5 separate regions of the Mus musculus genome follow, and regions 1, 2, 3 and 5 are each linked to region 4. The links are chromatin contacts, called in public promoter capture Hi-C maps. All regions are on one chromosome and are shown on one strand. Each heading gives the region's core, a stretch centred on a gene start, on an enhancer-like site or on the middle of the called end of the contact. The rest is flanking DNA. Distances are from core to core; before and after follow the strand shown.

Evidence for each region. Promoter capture Hi-C pulls out the DNA fragments that hold promoters and counts their contacts.
Region 1: a contact with region 4 is called in a promoter capture Hi-C map of pre-B cells, with 2.6 times the contacts expected there. The contact joins the promoter of Capn5 here to the promoter of Gdpd5 in region 4. A contact is called at or near these places in 2 of 39 promoter capture datasets (liver and pre-B cells).
Region 2: a contact with region 4 is called in a promoter capture Hi-C map of liver, with 2.8 times the contacts expected there. The contact joins the promoter of Myo7a here to the promoter of Gdpd5 in region 4. A contact is called at or near these places in 2 of 39 promoter capture datasets (both in liver).
Region 3: a promoter capture Hi-C map of liver shows a contact between it and region 4, with 2.3 times the contacts expected there. The contact joins the promoter of Stard10 here to the promoter of Gdpd5 in region 4. A contact is called at or near these places in 1 of 39 promoter capture datasets (liver) and 1 of 115 datasets of contacts at active chromatin or transcription factors (pancreatic cancer cells).
Region 5: a promoter capture Hi-C map of pre-B cells shows a contact between it and region 4, with 4 times the contacts expected there. The contact joins the promoter of Ints4 here to the promoter of Gdpd5 in region 4. A contact is called at or near these places in 1 of 39 promoter capture datasets (pre-B cells) and 3 of 484 Hi-C or Micro-C datasets (CD4 T cells, CD8 T cells and memory CD8 T cells).

What each region holds. Positions count from the first base shown.
Region 1 is chr7:98,176,956-98,179,655 of GRCm38.p6, forward strand. Capn5 (calpain 5) reads right to left here and starts at 1,319. Exons shown (of 13, transcript NM_007602.4): 1 at 1,089-1,319. It overlaps Gm16938 (predicted gene, 16938), which reads left to right and starts at 239. Exons shown (of 3, transcript NR_045972.1): 1 at 239-533; 2 at 2,370-2,455.
Region 2 is chr7:98,118,134-98,120,833 of GRCm38.p6, forward strand. It overlaps Myo7a (myosin VIIA), which reads right to left and starts at 1,360. Exons shown (of 49, transcript NM_008663.2): 1 at 1,143-1,360.
Region 3 is chr7:101,319,776-101,322,475 of GRCm38.p6, forward strand. It overlaps Stard10 (START domain containing 10), which reads left to right and starts at 1,338. Exons shown (of 7, transcript NM_019990.5): 1 at 1,338-1,577; 2 at 1,939-2,258. The coding sequence starts at 2,052.
Region 4 is chr7:99,380,152-99,382,851 of GRCm38.p6, forward strand. It overlaps Gdpd5 (glycerophosphodiester phosphodiesterase domain containing 5), which reads left to right and starts at 1,367. Exons shown (of 18, transcript NM_201352.3): 1 at 1,367-2,057.
Region 5 is chr7:97,479,690-97,482,549 of GRCm38.p6, forward strand. Ints4 (integrator complex subunit 4) reads left to right here and starts at 1,267. Exons shown (of 23, transcript NM_027256.2): 1 at 1,267-1,461. The coding sequence starts at 1,408.

The DNA of each region.
Region 1 (2,700 bases), core at 69-2,568, 1.2 Mb before region 4:
TAGGGCAGTAGCAGCAGCTGGGCCCACCACACCCGACCCCCCCTGGTCTTCTTCACCTCCACCCAAAACACTAAGCCTGCAGCAAGGACCAGCAAGGATCCAGGGAGGCCTCAACCTCCCTTGCACAGCAGAGCTTCCCAGGAAGATCTCCCTGAACACTTAGCTGCCCTGGGCATTGGCTGAGTGTTCCACCCTCTGGCACAGAGGAGATCAAGGCTTGTGTCTTGGGATCCTGGGTGCCAGTTCTGGCTGGGTCACCTTAGAGAGAGGCTGCCTTCCCTTCTGCTGCTGGGGCTCATCTGTGTGAAGTCTGGGGCTGACTCTCACCACAGGAAAGACTGCCAGGGCAAATGAGCACCTGTTATTGCTCTTCAGCCCCACTCCACCCCTGGGCCCCCTTAGGGGGACCTTTCCTACACTCCCCACCCCCAATCCTGACAGCTGGAGATAGGATCAATCCTGAATTGTCTCCGAAAAAAGCCAGTTTCTGCCAGACCCGCCTTGCTCCCAGTGCCACACACCCAGCCCTGAAGGTAAGGAAGAGCCCCCCCCCCCACCCCCATTCAACTAGGGGATTGTGGCCAAGAAGGGGTGAAGGGTCATCTACCTGGGATCTTTGGTCTCATGGTCTCATGCCTACTCCAAACCATGGGATGTGGACATCTAGAAAGGTTAGAAGGTTTAATGGGTTGAGGAGCACAGGCGTGAGGACAGGAAAGGGGACCTGTAAGGAAGATTAGAGTCTAGCCCACCAGTGATAAGCACACCCCAGCACTTCTGCACTGGGAACGCGGCCTCAGAACACCCAGGTGGAGGTGAGGTTGATTTCTCACCCAGGGCTGCGGGTGGAGGTAGGGATGAGCTCAGGGGCCCCGGGCATATCTTTGGGGGGTGGGGTGGGGGTGGGGCTCCGCCTCCTAGGCCTGCAGGCCAGCGCTCAACTCCCAGCCCTGAATCCGCGGGATGTACAACCCCTGCTCGGATTCGTGCTCCCAAGGCACGCACTGGCCCGCGCTGCACCTGCACACACACCCAAACGCACACTAATGTGCGCTCGCACACGCCTCCCTCCGCGCAGCGCCTCCTACCTGCCGCGTCGCCGCAGCTGGAGCTGGACTCCCGGGATGCAGAGCACAGTGCGGGCACTGGAGCGGAGGCTAGACCAGCCCGCGCCACAGCCTGGGACTCTGCGGGGAGATGATACCCCGGCAGCCCGCAGGCGGGGGTTGGAACTTGGACCCCCGGGCTTCAGTCTGTCCCGCCCCTCCTCTCAGCCTCCTCCCATTGGAGGCCAGAGGCGTGGTCTCCCGGGGTGGGGCGGGGCGGGGAAAGGGAGGTTGTTGCGCATGCGAACTAGAGAGGCTGTGCCTCCCCCCCCCCACCCCCCTCCCTGAGGCCGCCCGATAGTGCTGGCTCGAAACTGAAAGGGTGGCCCTGACCCAACACTCCTTCAAACCCCACTCCAGTGCTGTCCGCGATAGGAGAGCATCCCGGGACGTTGGCTGCCTACCTCGCCATTGGCCTTGGAGGACCTGCGTGCCCCACTAAGTGCTGGCAGAGAATGTTGGCCGACTTGGGGTATGCATCTTAGCCGGGCTCAGACAGGGCCAAGGCAGGGCAGCTGAGAATGGGAAGACCCAATGAGATGAGAACCACTCCCTTTCCATTTGTATCCAAACACCCATTCCCAAGATTTTAGCTGGAGAAGAGGAATGTAGGCCCTGGTGAGGTGTCCAGAGGGCCCCAGTCAGTTAAGGGAAGCTGGCCCTATCCTGTCCAGACCTGTCCTGTCCTGGGCATTTATCTGCTCTGAGTGTAGACTAAAGCAGCAGGGCCCAGATTTTTGACCCTCTCTGACTGCCTTCAGAATGCCCTGGAATACACCAAGCCTTGGTTTCTTACTCTGTGAAGTGGAAACTGCAATCTCCTCAGGCCAGGCGGTTTGGGGGAATCCCAGGGAGATTTATAGATGACCAGGGCTGGCCAACAGTAGGCTGGGTCACTCTAAGGCCACAGAGACAAAGCTTGTCTGACCTGGTCATACTAGTCGCTCACAGGTCAGAAACTCAGGCCCACTCATCCCTCTAGTTTCCTGGTCTCTGTTAATGATTACCTCAACCTCAGTCATCCGGCCCTCTACCTCACCCCTGTCCCTGGCCACCTAAGTGTAGCTCCATCTGGTTACCTGACTGACCAAATAGTTTCCAACCATGTTGCTGTTCCCCCTACCCACCACCACCCACGCACAATGTTCCAAGACTACTAGGTTCCGCTCTCCATTTACCCTAGTCCTGGCCTATGGCCGCCGGCCTAGGGTTTTTACATTCTTTCCATCCCCACAGAAAAGCTCTTCTATTGCCTCCACACAGCCTCAGCGTGTCTCTGTCCAGAAGCCCTTGGTCCACAAAGCAGATCTGGATCAAGGGCTCACTCCACCAGTTACCGAGAAAGTTCTATATCCTTTAATGGTCTCAGTTTCCTTGTCTGTAAAATGGGCTTTCTAGGAGAAGCACATGGTGATTGTGGAGACAAAAAATGTCAAAAAGGTTCAGTCAAAGTCCTCAAGCAAGGTAGCAAGTAGCATTACCTCTGTCAGGGCACCTCTCAAATCTTCCGAGATAGAGCAGGGGTCATGTCTGGGAAAGTGTGTTCTTCAGCCCACAAAGCCATGGTATCCAGAGAATGCTCTGACTCTCTTCT
Region 2 (2,700 bases), core at 110-2,609, 1.3 Mb before region 4:
TGGCACTAAGTAAGATTTGGACTCTGCTCCTGGTTCAGGACTGCTTTAGGAGTTTTAGGACACATGGCAGAATGATCTAACACCTGTTCGTGGCCCTCATCTCTTACCTCATCCAGCACAGAGCTGGACCCAGGAATAGGCTCGAGATGGATTTGCTGCCTCGAGTGTGGTCACCAGAAGCAGCCCCAGCCCATAGGTCTTGGTGTGAGGCCCCTCCATCCCTGCCTGGCCTGCCCCTCGAGTGAGCATTAAGTTTTCACAAGGGTCCATTCAGAGGCACTGGGACATCTGATCCTCTGCCCACGACACTGCCTGACACCTGAGCCCTGACCCCACGCCCTGGGTCTCTATGGGCATATGGTCCTTCGGGAGACCTACACCACGCTGGGGTCCTGGCAGGGGGATAATCCCAAAGGCAGCAGCAGTAGTTATGAGAGCTGGCGTCTGAAGAGGCTGCCTGGCCCCTGCCTCACTCATGCTGGTACAAGGCTGCAGGACAGACTGGGACTGTAGACTTGGAGGGTAGAGCTGAAGACCCATGGAAAAGCTCAGGTCTCTTCTACCCCATGCATGAGGCTCTACCTCTCCATCCCAGACTAGACTAGTGTGTAAGACTGTTGCTTTTCAAATTGAGAACAAAGAACCATAGTTTTTTGTTTTGTTTTGTTTTTTTCCCTAGACCCACAACTGATTTTACCTTGACCCCTGGGCAACCCCAGATGGTAACCTTCATGTTCTTGGGTCACGGATAGAGAATGTAAGGCACACAAAGAAGAAACAACGTGTGCAAGGAGAGATAGATTATCAGGGAGATGACCAAAAGACCAAGCAGAGAGAGGCATCCACACTTGCCCCCCCAGCCTCCACTCCCATCTTTCACCCCTGCCTCTGGATACCCCTGACCCAGCTCCAACCCGGAAACAACTCCACAGGCCCTGTGCTCTTCAGCTATTCCCTCATCTAGGGCATAAGCCTCCATGTGCACGGCTCGGGGCATTTTCTTTCCATGCCTATGGTGGCAAGGCCCCTGTAGGTTCAGGGGAGTCCAGTCCCAGGAACCTAAGGGCAGAGGCTCCAGAGGAGGCCCCAGCCTGTAACTCCTCCCCAGTCCAAAAGTTCCAGCCAGGGCAGCCCATCCTTACCTGGGTTTTATCCACACCCTCCGAGTCACCACCTCCCAGCCAGGAGCCAGGGGTCACAGGTCAGGAGGACTCTGGAAGCTGAGGCTGGAGCCTGCAAATTTTCAGCTCCAGCTTGAGCCTTGATCTGCTGCTGCTGTGGGCTTCCCTTGGGCTACTCTGTTTCTTGTCTCCCTGGGTCACTCTTTCTTTCTGTTCAGGGCAGCTGTCCAGCCTGCACTGCCACCCGCCCTCTCCCTCCAAAGCCTTCTCCCAGGAGGCGGAGCCCTGGGGGCCTCGAAGGTCTGGATGTGGTGACATCAGCATGAGGGGCGGGCTGTGCTGGGGCTGCTGACTAACGTCTAGAGGTTGCCCAAGGTGCTGTGTAAAGCTAACCAGCAGGGATGCAAGGCATAGAAGCTCCAGGGGGCACTGCTGGCCAGTGGGAACCTCGGGCCTGGGGCCAACCATCAGGACCTCAGGGTCTCTTGTCACATGTGTTACTACCTGCCATCTCTGCATGGTTAGGACACCTGATCACGTCCCATCTTCCTCATGATTTTGCTGGGTCTCAGTTCCCAGTAGCCTCCCCTGCTCACCCAGCTTCCCTCGTCAGGGCACTACTAGAGACCATATAAATGAGCAGGCTTGGCAATACCTGGAGCCTTGGCTGGACACAACATCCAAACCAGGACTCCCCAAGATGCACCCCACCCCCAGGCTCTACAACTGGCCCCCACAGCCTGTCCTAGGAGTCTTGAGTGTGCTGTTATCCAGACAGTTTGCAAAGCCACCTGAGTAGGAGCCACCTCACGCAGGACAGACTTACCCGGTGTGTGTGTGTGTGTGTGTGTGTGTGTGTGTGTGTGTGTGTGTGTGTGATTTAAATGTGTGATTTAAAAAAGGGAGTGGGTGGGAATGAACAGGACACAAATACTCATCATGGTAGATGAGGAAGGAGGCTGAAGGACTCCTCTTCCTCTTCCTCCTCCTCCTCCTCCTCCTCCTCCTCCTGAGACCTGGCCCCTTCTTCTGCCCACACTTGCCAGCTGGGACATCTACTCAGGAAAGCTGCTTTTCGGTGGGGGTGGGTGGGTTAAGGTGGGGAGGGGAATAGGGTGGGGTGGAATCTATAGTGGTATGGAGTGGGGAGAATCAATGGTGCAATGGTGCCACCTGCTGGGCACAGCCAACTGCTACAAGACTAAGGAAAAGCCGGTCAACTTCCTCATACCAGGGTGCCACAGTGAGACCAGGGTCCAAGGTTGACTTGCACCCAACGCAGCCTTCACCTACGAAACTGATACTTATGAGTCAGGTGAGTAGCATGAGCCTACACAGAGTGGGAGAGACACAGGTTGGAGCATCCAGAGCCCAATCGACAAGGCGGCAACTGGGGCAGGTGTGCTTCGTTGAGGCTGAGGTGCATGCTGGGAAGGCAGTGGGTGGGTGAGAAAGTGGTCTCAGAACCATAACGGAGACATTTCCTCAGCACCCAAACTCGGCTAAGCAGGTCACCCGATCGGAGAAACCTAGAAATCCATGCTTGTTTTCCCCAAAACAAACCACCTGAGATGGTGTG
Region 3 (2,700 bases), core at 88-2,587, 1.9 Mb after region 4:
TGCAGCCCAGGGAAAGCCTTAAACTTTGGGTCTTCCTCCCCAGTCTCCTGAGTAGCTGGGATTATAGGTCTGTGCTACCACATCCAGTTTCCTGCTTATTTTAAAAGTGGGCATGATTTACAAAGATCTCAGAGCCCTGAGCACTTCAGGGAAAAAAAAAAAAAAGCACATCTATTTGTGAACCTACAGTGCTGAGTCTGCGGTTTTCTTTTAACACCTGTAAGAAAAGAAATCTACATGGTGGAGATAAGAGGTGACTTCTGAGGGACCAGGGGGAGAATGCAGAGGGCACAGAAGGAGCCTGGGTGGCAGAGGCTTGGTACTCTGGCACTGGTGGGAATAGCCATTAGCAGACTCTGGTACTACTAGGTCAGTGGTAGTCACTTATTGCTCCTAATATCCAGAGGAGCACACCAAAGGCTTTCCCTGCTCGTCTCTGGCCCAGACAGTGACAAGACTGCCATGCTCATACTGGCCTGGCCCTAGCTTTCACTGGGTAGATGGGACAGGGCTCCCAGAATGGAAGAGTAGGCAGAAGAGTTAGTGGACAGAATTTACATCAGGCTACAGAGTAGAGCTCTGGTCCACTCTATTCTACAGAGGGGTGGAGGGGGCCTGTGCTCCAGTGTTCTGCAGCCCTGTGCTTTTGAGAACTGGTCTTCGCCTAGGGGAGGTGTGGGTAAATGGCTGAGAGCTAAAGAGGGGTGGGTTTGGAAGCTGCCAAATAGGGATGTAAGAGGTTGCTGGCTCAGGACCTCTCTCTGGCCAGAGTGAGGCTGAAGTGGAAATTTTGCCAAATTCTGGCCAGCCTTTGAACCTTGAGCCTTTAAAGTCGGATCAACTTCCGGCTGGGTTTGCACACCCTACTGGAAAATTGAGTTGGGTGTGTGGAGGAGGCTTGTTATGCTCTTGGTTCTTGGGGCTTGCAGGCTGTCGCCATTTCTAATTTAGTTACTGAGGGGCTGTCATCCCTATTCCTGCTAGTTAGTCTTTCAATTGTCATGAGGGTGTGTGCCCACCCTTGAATCTCTGAAGTGTTGTGTGTGTGAATAAGCTGTTGCAGAAGCGTGTACCTGCAAGGGTGGGAGCGAAGAGTAGAGAAGAGGCTCTCAGTTAACTTCCAGAATCTCTCTTGGCACCTCAACCTTACTCTGAGAGCCCAGGCTACTTTGTTACTTCGCTATGTGGTTCCTGCTCACAGGTCCCCGGTCCTCTGATAGTCTACATCTCTCCCCGGACTTTGCCCCTTCCCCGGGGCTTACGGGGGCGGGCGCTAGGACCCGGCGGGGCGGGGCGGGGCGGGGCTCGGTGCTCCCGCAGTTCTTACCTCCGCAGCCTGGAAAATACCGAGCGAGGCGAGCGGAGCCCGGGAGCCCCGAGCCTAGCGGGAGGGAGGAGGGCGGAGGGGGCGCGCGGGGCGGGGGGCGCGGAGCGGGGCGGGGCCGGCGGCGGGACCCACTGCTCCTCCCCCCAGGGTCCCCGCGCGGCCCCCGGTCGCCCGGGCAGCGGAGGCAGCGGCGGCGGCGGAAGAGCTCGCACACCGGCCCCGGCGGGCCCCGGCAGAGAAGCCCGCACAGGTGAGACTCCGCCACCACACCCGCCCCCACCACGGCCCCGCGCGGCTTGCTGCTGAGTTAGTTGTGCGAGTCCGGCCAGCACCGCGCGAGGACTCCGTGCCAGACCCGCACTTGCGATCCCCCAGAGTCCCGCCCGGCTCTCGCGGGCTCCTGCACCCGCTACGCAGCAATCCTACTGCCGCTCCAGGGAAGTATGAGGTCGCTCCTTGTGGGAGGGTGGCCCAAGTGACTGTCCTGTGCCGGTGCACAACCGCCTGGGGCCAGTACCTGCCCTTTTCAAGCTGTCCGCTGGTCCGGGACCCCGGCTAGCCCCACCCGCGCCCCCAGCGCACTGACTCTGGTCCCCAAACCGGTCTTGCAGGTCCCAGGAAGGTGGCGTCAGCATCTGCAGCCGCGTCGACGTTGTCTGAGCCTCCGCGGAGGACCCAGGAGAGTCGGACTAGGACCAGGGCCCCGGGCCTCCCCACGCTCCCTATGGAAAAGCCAGCTGCCTCAACAGAACCCCAAGGGTCTCGGCCCGCCTTGGGCCGTGAAAGTGTCCAGGTGCCCGATGACCAGGACTTCCGCAGTTTCCGGTCAGAGTGTGAGGCCGAGGTGGGCTGGAACCTGACCTACAGCAAGGCCGGCGTGTCTGTGTGGGTGCAGGCTGTGGAGATGGATCGAACTCTGCACAAGATCAAGGTAGGATTGCCCTGTGGTACCTGCAGCCTCCACTCCTCCCGAACTGTCTCTCACAGGAATCTCCTCGCCCATACTCAGACCAGGGACCCATAGAGGGGTGCATGTGAGCTCAGAGTCTCCTAATATAAACCAGAGGACACACATGGGCCATATGACCCGGGTTCTAACCTAGGCATGCCTGTGTGTTTGGGAGATGGGTGATGGCCAGGTACACTTAGGGGAATAGTGTCTCTCAAAGGTCTGTCTTTCAGAGTAGCTTCTGCTTGGACCCTTAGTTTGACCCACTAGGTAGGTGAACGGCCCACTTCCTCCTTCACCCGGGGTTCTCTAGCCCGCGATGGGTCTTCTGCTCTACTTTCTGCACTCTTGGGTGCAGAGGATGAGATTCCTTCCTTCTCAATTCCTCTAGTCCTCTCTGTCCCTGCCCAGTGGCTCTATCAGG
Region 4 (2,700 bases), core at 117-2,616:
TGCTGCCAGGATTTCTCAGGAGCACGGTCAACTCCTACTAACCTTGCTAGCTTTTTTTGACCTCAGTTTGCCTGTAACCTGCTCAGGGAAGCCTCTGCTAACCAATACGAGGCAGAGATCTCTGGAGGTGTCCTTTGTAAGTGCTGTTGTTTCTGTCAGGAAAGCCATTCCTTTGGTCTTCTAAGCCCATGTGGTTCCTCACTCATTCGACTGTCAAGTTGCAGTGTCTTGAGTTTCTTTAAGGTGGTATTATTATGTCTTGTGAGACAGGCTCACACTGGCTTCCATTCACTGTGTAGTCAAGGATGACCTTGGCATCGCCTTAGGAGGCTAAAGCCATCTTCCAGAGCCAGTCTAGTCCAGGAATGTCACAGAGTTGGTGGATAGAATCCTATACCAGCAACAGCAATCTGGAAAACACCATGCGCCCCCTACAGTCTTGGTCCACAGCAGTGACAAAGGGGTTTCACGCAGAAAATTGATTTGAGGCTTGCAGATGAACCTGGGCTGGGCTGCCTCATCCTAGGGCTCCCCAAGCCAATTAGTGACTTAAGCCCTGCCCACGCGCACTCGCAACACTCATTCATATATCAAACCCTTCACTCCTGTTCGGTGCCTCACACAGGACGCTGGATACTTCAAAGACAGGGAGGGGTGGGGAAGGTGCACAGCCGACAGAAGTCACGATTCGAAGTGAGCTGTCCTCACACACCTCCGCTCATATTTTTGAAACTGATAACGACGTTCCTCCCTGAGCCGCAGAACTCTGGGAAAGGGGAAGTGTGGGAAACAGATCTGCTTTTTATTTTTACAAACTTTTTTGCATCGCTTCCTAAAATCAGAGCCTTGCACTGCTCCCAAATGCTACTCAGTGCAAGGAGCCCTAGCAGCGGGGAGGAGCAAGAGGCTGGCTGTATCACGCTACGCCCCAGGTTCCGCCATCCAGGGACATCCCAGTCCTAACCTCGCCTCCTCCATGCTTCGCCCTTTCCCACTGCTGGCCTCGTGCTCAGTCACAGTCAACCCAGGCCCCCGAGCCCACCATCTTGATCTCCAGGCGGCTGGCTCGCTTGCTACGCGCAGCTTTCATTGTCCTTCTCCAGCGGCACCAGACCACGCTCAGCAGAGTTCCACCCCTCTTCCACTCTCCCATTGGCTCTTGCTGCCCAACTGCGCCGGGGACCGGCCTAGCAGTGTCTCTCACGCCCCGCCTTTGCTCCCGGCCCGGCCAGGGGCGGGGTTTCTGTTGGTCCCACCCTTTAGGGGAGGGGCCAAGCTCGCAGGCGCTCCGGAGCTGTCTCGGCAGGGCTCGGCTCGGCTCGGCTCGGCTCGGCTCGGTTTGCAGCTCGGGTGGGGGTGGGCGGCTAGGGTGACAGCGGCAGTAGCAGAGGCTGCGGCGCGAGGCTGAGCAAGCGGTGAGCGGGGAGCCGGTAAGAGGAGGAAGTGGAGCGGCGGCCCGGAGCTCTGGAGTCCGCTGCCGGCACAGGTCCGCCCAGATTTGCAGAGTGAGCGGCGTCGGGACCTGGGCAGACTTCTTCGCCTTGCTCCGGCCGCTGGCGCTCCGCCTGCCCTGCCCTGCCCTGCCCTGCTTGTCCGAGCCCCGCATTCCGCGCCTGGACTTTCCTAGCCCCGTGGTCTGGAGCTGCTGGGACGTTCGAGCCCCGGCCTTGATCCGGAGTTCCGAGACGGGACGTTCTCGGCCCCATCATACTGACCCATCTCTGCTGGAGTGTCCTCCGCCCCCTGGTCGGCGCAAGGTGGCCCCAGCTCTGGGACTTGAGTGTAGAGGAGCCGGGACGCCCACCGGCCTCCAGCTCCTGGAGAACCAAATCTTCAGCTGCCTTGGACCGAACTGCTCCGGACTTGAAACTGTACTGGCACCGCCCGGGTCCAGCGCACCGTGAGGGGTCCCAAGCAGGCAGAACAGTCGGACCGAACCCCTGGGCGAGTCGAAGCTGCCACCTTTCTCCGCCCTAGGTTAAGGATCTTGGGGTGCTTGCTCCCAGGGGAACACAGGGGCTTCTCCTGCCACAGTCTCCAGCGAGCGGAGGTTGCAGGTGAGAGCCCCGGATGCGCGGCGGGAGCAGTCCCGGGAGCCTTAGAGGCAGGGCCCGGGTCAGCGGAGGGCGTGGAGGGGACACGGGCAGAGAGTGAACTGTTTAGGAGAGGGCGCGCGAAAGATAGTAGAGAGAAGCCCGCACTTATTGAGTGCCCATTGTGTGCAGGTCCGAGCCCCGCCCTTGCACAAGTCGTTCCTTATCCAAAGCTCATAGCAACCCCGAGATAAAAGCTATTGTGTATTGTTATGGGCGCAGACAGTTGGGGAAACTGAGGCGTGGCAGGGTTGAGGTCCTCTGCCTTCCATGTTGAGGATTAGACTGGGGAGAAGGGAGAAGATAAAGAGAGAAAGAGCAAAGAGGGAGGGGAGAAGAAAAGAAGTGGATAGCCTGCATGCACGTGAGAGCTTGGCAGGGTGGGGGCCTCTGGGGCATCGAAATCCAGGCACTGGTCCTGAAGCCGAAGAGGTCCTTCTTACCAGCCACTCTTGGGTCATGGGCATGCCACCTCCCAGGAAAGGTGAACCTGCGTTGAAGGCAGGGCTTCCCTGTTCCAAAAGATCTCTTCCCGGGGTCCGGGCTGGAGGGACAACCTGCTTCCCATAGTTAATGTCCCCAAGTTACTGAAGTACTCTTTATCTGT
Region 5 (2,860 bases), core at 17-2,516, 1.9 Mb before region 4:
TTTTTGGGTCCTCTGTACCTACCAACTTCCTGTTCCCTCCTCTAAATGTCCCATGTTTTGGTTAAAAAAGTAAAGAACAGGTGAGTTGTAAAACTCAAGAGCACCACATATCTCAGATGCAGGGTGTTCTTGTTTCTGTATTGTTTCATTACACTGTAAGCATGTTTTTGTTAGGTAGGGATTATCAGTATGCTTGTCGTGGAGGTCACTTGTTCAAGTACCAGAGTCTTAAAGGAGTGTTGTGTTAGAATCTGACTCCCCTATTTCTGCCTTCACTATTCACTTTAATATGGGTTAAATAATAACAGCAATTCCATTCTTATTCCTTCCTTCATTATTGATCTTAACAAGGGTTAAATAATAACAGGAACTCTATTCTACTCATTGTTCATGTTCTAGACTTATTTCCAGGGTCTTGATATTTGTACTTGCATTTTTTAGGCAAAATGAGATTTATCTTTCTATTATGTAGACTGTTTTCCAAAGAAAGACTACAAAGACCTTCTGAGAAGCAGACTTAACTTGAAAAACAAGGTTTTCTGAAACCTACCAACTACAATGAAGTTAAAAACCTGTAATTGAGTTTATGCTAAATGCTAATCATAATAAAGTTCCCTTTTTATTAAGCTTTGCTTGCTTGCCAAAGTCATAAAGAACCTTTGTAAGACTTTGAGGACACCTCATCCTTCTACTGTGGGTGTGTGTGTGTGGGTGTGTCTGTAATGGTAACATTTTTGCCTTTCTATATCTCAGTGTTGGCTCCTGGTTTTTGACACCACAACACGTGGCTTCATCCTCAGTCTCAAGATTCTTTTTCACTGTTTCCCAGCTGTCAGAGGAAGCATTAGTCTCTTCACCAGAGATTCGTGGAACACACTGACAGTCCTGATAGAGACTTGGCTCCGGGTGGACCACCAGCATTCTTAAATCTTCAGACTTGCAGAGTAGTACCATTCAGAAAAATGATCTTAAACCTTTCATTGATTCAACAGGAAGATTCTTGGCTTTCTTTTCTTTATCTTTCCGTTTTTCTTCTTCTTCTTTCTTATTGATGGATAACTTCTAAATTACTGTAACAAAGTAAAACGAACTTCGGGGAGGAGCTGGAACTATGGCAACACTCACCCTAAGATTCTAGCAGGGCACCTCCAGGATACAGCTCCGGGTTTTGCCTCCAGCTCCCACCAGCCCCGCCTTTTACTCCACCCATCTTCCAGGATGCACTCTAATTTCCGTCTCCCAGCAGTAGCGGCAGCCAATCGACTCACTGGGCAGTGGAGCTTCAGGAAGAGGCCTCTCTATCCAGCAACCCCACTGCTTTGTGGGATTGCAGCGAAATCGGTGCTGTAGAAAGGTTTCTCTCCACGTTCTCAGCAAGTACAGAAGCCGAGAAGGTCCGGTGCAGCCATGGCGGCGCACCTGAAAAAGCGGGTGTATGAGGAGTTCACTAAAGTGGTTCAGGTAAGCGCTGGCAGAAAAAGCCATGGACCAGTCTGCGCGGGAGGGTTGTCCGCACCCAGGCTGTTCTCCAGATCAGCGCCTAAGCTTGTGTGTAGCCGGCTTAGGTTTAGGTTCCTAGGCTGCGCGTCAGGCAGGGGGCGTGTTAGGTCGAGGCCGCTGTTCTCATGTGTACTCTGACTTTGGGGTTTGTTGTTGTTGTTGTATTTAAAGTTCTGGGACTAGAATTCGGGGTCTTAAGCATGCTAACTTATCACTCTATCCCAAAGTCACACTCCCAGCTCACTTGATAAAGACAAAACAAAATCATTGGGACAACGTGCTGTATAGTTTTAAAAACTGTCAGGTATCTTATTTTAATGTCTCACAGCTCGGTTGTGCCAGATCGGTTATATTTGCATTCTCCTGTCCTCAGTTGGTGGCAGAACTCCTCTTAACTCGTGTACCTCTAACTTTCAGAGACAAGTTGAGCTGTATGCAAAACCCCAAGCTGACTAAAGGTCTGTAGAATTCAAGGCTCAGACCAAGCAGGCAAGAGTCACAGGACGGCAAACCTATCATCCTCTCTCTTTTAAACATAGGTGGACCAAGAGAGCCCCTGTCAGAACTGTCAGTGTGCTCCACAGTGTCTCTGTAGAAGCGATGTATTCTGCTTCTTAAATTTCCATATGTACACAGATACATACAAAATATACGCGTCTTGAGGAATACTTAAATTTTTTATCTTTTTTGTAGTAGGGGAGATTGAGTGTAGGGCCTTATGCATGCTGAGGCATGTGGTCTACCACCGAGCTGTTACAGATCTCGCTCTTTTAGGGAGTTTGTTATGATGCAGATTATGTTCAATAGGTTGGTGGTGTGAGGCAAGATCTGCATTTTGACCAGGCCCGGGGGTTTATGCCAGTGGATCCCCAGCAGTCTTAGATATTTAGGCAGAGTGGTCTCATTAAGGAAAAAAAAAAATTTTTTTTTTCTTTGAGACAGGGTCTCACTATGTAGAGCAGGCTGATCATGAACAGGAAGGAATCAGCCTGCCTTTTCTTCCCAAGTGCAGGGATTAAAGGCTTGCATCACCATGCCTGATGGAAAATGACTCTTAAACCTTCCATTCATTCATTAATTCAACAGGAAAAAATTAAAGTATTTTCAAATACTTGAGTGATTTCTGTGTACCATGTGTGGTAGGAAGTCGTTGTCTATCAGAACCCCTGCTTTTGGGGAGTACATAGTCTAACTGGAGAGCCAGGGCAGTGTCTCTGTTATCGTCACAGAGAGAACTACACTGGCGAGTCGGTATTCTTCCATTCTCCTTAGCATTTTCTCCTTTTCCTAAAGCCCAGCTCTAACTTTCAGTGATCTCATACTGCCGTCTTCTCATGTTTGTTTATCGGCTATTGGTAAA